2 separate regions of the Gossypium hirsutum genome follow, and region 2 is linked to region 1. The links are chromatin contacts, called in public Hi-C maps. All regions are on one chromosome and are shown on one strand. The core of a region is the stretch at or near the end of the contact, and the rest is flanking DNA. Distances in the headings are between cores, read along the strand shown. Region 1 holds the start of LOC107887135 (lysophospholipid acyltransferase 1). Region 2 holds the start of LOC107887318 (probable inactive receptor kinase At5g58300).

The links. Hi-C and Micro-C count contacts between places; a contact is called where the count stands out from the background.
Region 2: a Hi-C map of leaf shows a contact between it and region 1, with 1.7 times the contacts expected there. The contact joins the promoter of LOC107887318 here to the promoter of LOC107887135 in region 1. A contact is called at or near these places in 3 of 34 Hi-C or Micro-C datasets (all in leaf).

The regions. Positions count from the first base shown.
Region 1 is chrA03:37,919,736-37,923,098 of Gossypium_hirsutum_v2.1, reverse strand. It overlaps LOC107887135 (lysophospholipid acyltransferase 1), which reads right to left and starts at 1,896. Exons shown (of 8, transcript XM_016811290.2): 1 at 1,469-1,896; 2 at 738-793. The coding sequence starts at 1,770.
Region 2 is chrA03:38,207,445-38,210,807 of Gossypium_hirsutum_v2.1, reverse strand. It overlaps LOC107887318 (probable inactive receptor kinase At5g58300), which reads left to right and starts at 1,762. Exons shown (of 3, transcript XM_016811511.2): 1 at 1,762-2,273; 2 at 2,763-3,363. The coding sequence starts at 2,212.

The DNA.
Region 1 (3,363 bases), core at 647-3,146:
CTACATGCATCTAGCAAAGAGACTCAGCAACTTCAACATTGATTTTGCCTTCGTTTAACTGAGGGGCATGCATCGACCGCTCCTTCAATCCACCTCGTACCGTATAATTGCGAGTCCAGCATCATGAAAGGGGTTTTCTTCCACACCAAAATCAGATTTATCAATGAGACGACCAGTATATCAAACTGATTGTGAGCACCTTTCAAAATCTCCATCAAGGTTCCCTTTTGTTCCTGTTGCAGCCAAGCATAAACTGCATGCGAAAACTCCTCAATCGCATGTGTAGTGCAGCCAATTCTGTTTCTTGACACTAATTTTGTCTTCCTCGACCACTAATGCATCCAACCATGGCTTAATAGCAAACACTAATTATAATCCCTAGGATCTAATTAGGCTCTGATACCAAAATTGGTGTGGTTTAGGGGAGAAAACAACAATAATAGAAAGAATTAGGGATAAACAAAATAATGGGAAAGAAGATGGAACTCTAGAAACCTTAGGGTTATAGAAAACAAATAATAAGAATAATAATTATCGCTACAACTTATATAAACTTTCTTTCTTGCATGTAAAGTTATTAGGCTTTCTTGCAAACAAAGTTTTATTACTATTAAATCCTAAAGATAACTAATAACCCTAGCCGTCTATAATATATCTAATACTTAAAATAAATATTATAAGGTAGAACTAAAATAATAAAATATTATGATAAAAATAAAAGCTCCTGCGTCACTTACCAGTGGCATCAATGCCTCCTTCCTTCCATGCATCCCCACTCATGTAATATACATGGCTAGAAACATATATGAATAGTTATTCTCCACACAAAAAAACTGAATTATCATGAATGAAGCTCAGACACACACACAAAAAAACTACAATAGATAATCAAATATCAACTTATTCTCCACCTCTCCCACTAGAAAATAGAAAAGATGAGGAAATACTAAGAAACCAAACCTTCAAAGAAAATTCAGAAAAGAAAAACATATAGATATATAATATGCGTGTACATATATAATCATTAAGGTGTTGTTAAGATACTCTTCTAACAAATTTTCATCAAGGGTCAAAACATCAATAATCTTAGATGGTAAAGGAAGGAAATATACACATTTTATTAAAGTAATCAAAAGGACAAACATGTAATCCTCAATGACATAAAGCAAGGCCAAAATATAAGGTTCTGGCTGCAAGATTTCCAAATTGCAAATATATTGTGATCATTAACTAATAAGATAAAACTGAACAATCTTCCTATCGTATGAAACTATCATGCATCATAATTTAAGCGTTCAGTGTCACAGAAATTTGAAATTTTCTCACAATTCAGCTCAATAAAACGCATCAACAAAAAAACTACCTACCAAACCAGAACTTTGAAACAAAACCGGACGAATATATCAAATCTAAGGGAGGAACTGTTCCAGGGAAATTTGAAAGAAAAATCAATGAAAAAATGACTTACCAGCCAATCAAATAACCGAAACTCAAGAAAAATGTGATAATCCCGCACTTGGGCCGATAAAGAAGCATTGCAGCATAACCCAAGAGCATGGGCACCAAGAAAAGCAGATTGGAAGAGATCCCAAACGACAAATAAGAAAGCACGAGACCTGAAAAAGCTGAGTAAACGTGTTTAGGTAGTGTACCCGGAACAAATCGCCACAGAAAACTCACCGGAATGGTCGCCACGAAACATAAAAGGAACCAAAGTACCGGCACCGATACGCCGATTGCCGCCGCCATAGTTTCCAAGCCAAGCTCCATCTTCGTTTCAGCTAGTTTGCGGCGGCCGACGACTTGTATAGAATGTATTACTTAGAATGGAAGGACAGGAAAGGGATAGGGATTGCCGGATAGGGAAGACATAAGTCAAAATTCGAAAACTGAAGCTATTTAATTTTGGGTTTTGAAATATTTTTCTTATATATTTTAATGGTCTAATTCTGAATTTAGCCCTTTACTTTGTGAGATTTGATATATAAGTCCCTATGCTTTAGTTTTTAAGAGTTTTGGTCAAGTGCTACTAAGAAGTTATTCCAAGTAACACTATTAAAGTTATTTGTTATTAAATTGTTGAGTTGTATGTAATAAATTAACAAAAATCAACTAATCAAATTCATTGATTTACCCAAGATTGGACTAATTTTTCATTTTTTATAAATCAAAGGAAAGGGACTAGCTTTTTTTGGTTTTAGGCCAATGAGATTGGTTTCGGTAAAATTAATTGTTGTAATGATGAGATTAGAGTTTGAAGTAATTAAACACGCTAAATTGAAGTAATCCAAATGGTAAGATTGCATATTTCAAATCTAAAGTTTTTAAAGTACGAAATTACCCTTTTAGAACCTGGTAGGTGTGCTTTGTCGAATTGTACTTTTATGACAGAACGTACAAAAAGAATAGCAGCAAATGTGATGATGTTTGAGAGGAGAATATGTTCGTTACAATTGATGGCCACGCGTATCTATTATGTATAATTAATGTGCACATTAGTTGTCTGGGTTTTGAAGTTTATGGTTGCCCACAATTACACATTGAATGATAATCAACTCCATAATAGGTAAAAGCAAGCCATTTACCCTTTCCAACAAACAGACAAGCCATTTACTTCAATACAATTAATAATGATGTATGGATTTTATTTTGGTTTAATTTTTTTTTATATTTTAATTTTTCTATTCAAAATTATTATACTCTCTCAATTTTTTCGTTAAAATTATTGACGTGATTATTATATAAAAGATAAAATAATTTTTTAGTCCTCATAATTTACAGTTTTTTCGTTAATTTGATTTTTACTCTTATGAAAGTTAAAAAGATTGTTTTAAAATTTAATTTTTTTTCGTATTTTCAATAAATGATATAAAATTTTTTAAAATATGTGAAAAATTTTAAACTCTTTAAATTAATAAAATAAAAATAATTTTTAAAAATTCATTTAAAAATAATTTTTTTAAATATGAAAAGTATAATAATTTCCAAAATAAAAAAAAATTATTTACTCTATGAATAGGTAATAAGATCTCTCCAAACTTAAAATATTCATTCGGTTGATACTAAATCAAATTTGAATAAGTTTTTTTTTACTTTTTAAATCAAATTAATTAATATCACAAATAGTTTTATGTAAATTTAATTATGAAGTATATAAAATTTTAATACAAAATACTTTTTAAATAATGATAGAATAGGTTTAAATTAAATTTGATATAACTTTTTTCCAAAATACACTGTATTAAAAAATTATATAAAAATGGACTCCATTTTGACAAAACACAAAGGTAATAAATTAAGTGTTGAAATTTGTATAGAGTATATTTTGAAAAAAAAACATAATATATTTAAATTTGATTTGAT
Region 2 (3,363 bases), core at 513-3,012, 290 kb before region 1:
CCTAGTAAGTATTTTAGGTAGATGAGGTTGAAAGAGTAGTCTATCGAGCATCTCTCAATTTATCTCGATTTAAGTTGTGAGGTCAAAAAATAAATAGCTTCTGCCGACTAGTTAATTTAATTAGAGGTCGAAAGATAATAATTAGGTTAATTAGTTGATTCATTAAAACCCTAAATCCGAAGTTAATTTTGAACACTGAAAAGAGTTGATCTTCTCTTTATTTAATTTGAGCAAAATCCATTTGTTTGCTAGTTTTCTTATTTTTATGTTAATTTTTTTTCATATTATTCTCTTTTATTTTTCATACTATAAGATTATATTATTACTGTTTAGCCCACTTAGTTTAGAAATTATTAGTTAGTTTAATTCAACTTCCTTGGGTACGATCCTTGGAACACTTTTGTGTTCCATTGTAGCTTCTATATTACAACCTAACCCAGATACTTGTGGACGCCGCTTAATTTATATCTTTTTGTTGCAGTAGTTTAAGTCCCGACGTTCGCACGTTGGGACGATGGTCAATACCTATATCTAATCTAGTACTTATATTTAAGCAATTTACTTAGTTAATGTCACTTTTAACTAAGTTTCCAACTCAGTTATGAAATTTTAAAAAAATACTTTTCTTTTAAATTATAATTAATATTATTATGTTGACACTTTTATTTTTTTATACTTTTATATCATCTTTAAATAAAAGGATTAAAAATTAAAAATCCAAAAATTTAACACGTGTTCAATTGTATTAAGATATAAAGTCATTACCAATCCACCTATATTCATTGTTAAATAAATTTTAAAGATAAAACATTTCTTTTACCCATATCGTGATTGAGACAAAATGTAATTATTATTATATTATTTAAATGTTAGATTGAGTTAGTGTCACGTGTTAACTTGAAAAATACTCAATCAATATAATTACTAAATAAATAAATAACAATAAATATTATTATGGGTATTTTTGTTTTCCATACCTTTATATAAAATCTATAAAATATAAATATACAAATGCTAAGATTTCAACTTAAAATATTAACTTAATATCTTATACATACACGCTATAGTAAGGTTCATACGGTAAAAGAAGGAAAGGTAAACTACCTCATTAATCACTTTAAATTAGGGTTTTTTGATTTTGATTACTCAATTTTTTTGTCAATTTAATCATTACCATTAAAAAAATATATTTAAAATAATCACTCAGCCGTTATGTCATTAACATATTGATTCGATAAAAGATATTATTGTCGGTTCAAAAGTTTTTCTTTTCAAAATTTTTCTTTTATGTATATATATTATAAATTATATATATAGATAATGTATATAATTACTACAAATAATTATTTCTTTAAATGCTACATTCCTTTTCAATTTAATGTTAAAAAATAATGAAATTAATGAAGTACATATTAAAATCCTATAAATACGGTTTAAATAAGATTAAACATGTATGTATATTAACTTAAAATAAAATACTATTTAAAAATAAAAAATAAAAAACATTTTAAATTTAAATTAAGAAATTTTTATATAATACTGAACAACACTATAAATACTGTTTAAAATTTTAAATTTTTTATTATAATTAATTTAAATTAAAATCTTTTGAAAATAAATACATTCACATTTATTTCTCATATCATTAAGTAAATTTATAACAAAAATAAAAGAAGTAGTTGAATCCAAAACCTTAATTTATAATTTATTTATTAATAAATATAAAGAATTTATTAACGGAGAAAAGTTGGTTAATGGGGAAGGATTAGTTAGAGAGTGTAGAAGAAAAGTTTGACTAGGAGTCCACCTACTCTTTTCAGTACTCAATGCAACGTCTTTATTTTTAGGAAGCAATTCTTAATTTTGGTCAAACAATTTTCAGATTCCGTCGGCTCCGACTTTCTTCCAGATCTGCACTGCATTTTCGAGCTTAAGCCCTACGCTATCCTCCAATAACACCTGCGCACTGCCTCTTAACTCCCTCTTTTTTTCGTGGAAGGAATGCAAATTCCAAAACCCAGATTGTCCAATTTAGCTGCTTAGCCTCTTGGCGCTTTGTAACCCCATTTTTGCTAAAGGTTTGTTTCACATATAATTTCTTCTTTCCTTTATATATTTTAGTTCAAGTGGAAGGAAGAAAGCTCCTCTGCATTTCGGAACTTGGTTGTTTTAACTGCAATGTTCGTTCCTTGGGAGCTATAATTTTCAAGAATGTATGTCTCTAATGAATTCTACAATTGCTTCCGGGAAGGAAAAAAAAGCCATTGCATATTGTAAGTTCAACTCATCTCTTATTTTTTTTCCTTTTGAATATGTTTCTTTATTTAGCTTGTCTTAAATATTGTACCAACATTATGTTCTTCAGCTTCTGATTTTTGGGAAAATTCATAAATTTATCATATTATTCCATATTATATCTAATATTTAAATATTTTATTCGTATTGTGTCTGTTTCACAAACCAGAAAGCTTGACTTGATATATAACCTCTAATTAATCCAAAGTAAATATCTTGTCATTGCTTGTGCTCTGTTTGAGCTGAAAAAGGAACTTTGACTAAACCATGCTTTTATCTCCTTTATGATTTTTCATGTCTTTATTTTTATAGAGATTATTATCATTATAGTTATTAACTTGTTCTCATAGTTTCCATACTCATTGTATGCTGGACAAATGTTGACTGCTTTTATATGATTGAGAAGAAAGTTTTTAAAATACCATCCTTTTAAAGATTTTCTAACTAAACCTGTTGATAAATGGCAGGGGAATGAAGACTGCTGAAATGAAGCTGGCATCCTACTTTGCTGCATTTGCTTGTCTGTTTCTTTGTTGCGGTTCAGGAACAGTTGCTGACTTAGACTTAGATGAGCAAGCCCTCCTGCAATTTTCTGCCACAGTTCCTCATGGCCGTAAACTTAATTGGAGTCCTGCTACCCCGGTATGCACTTCATGGGTTGGCATCAATTGCACCAAGGACGGCTCCCGTGTAATAGCCTTGCACCTTCCTGGTGTTGGACTGCACGGTCAAATTCCAGCCAACACACTCGGAAAGCTTGATGCTCTCATGATCCTCAGCCTTCGGTCGAACCGTCTCAGCGGGAACCTTCCATCTGATGTACTCTCCCTTCCCTCTCTTCGTTATGTATACCTTCAGCATAACAACTTTTCAGGTGACATCCCTTCCTCTCTCCCTCTCAGTCTGGATTTCCTTGATCTCTCCTTCAACTCCTTGACAGGCAGCATTCCAACCGCAATTCAGAATCTAACAAACCTGACTGGTTTAAACCTTCAGAATAACTCCCTTACAGGACCTATTCCCGATTTCAATCTTCCAAGGCTTAGGCTTTTGAATTTGAGCTACAAC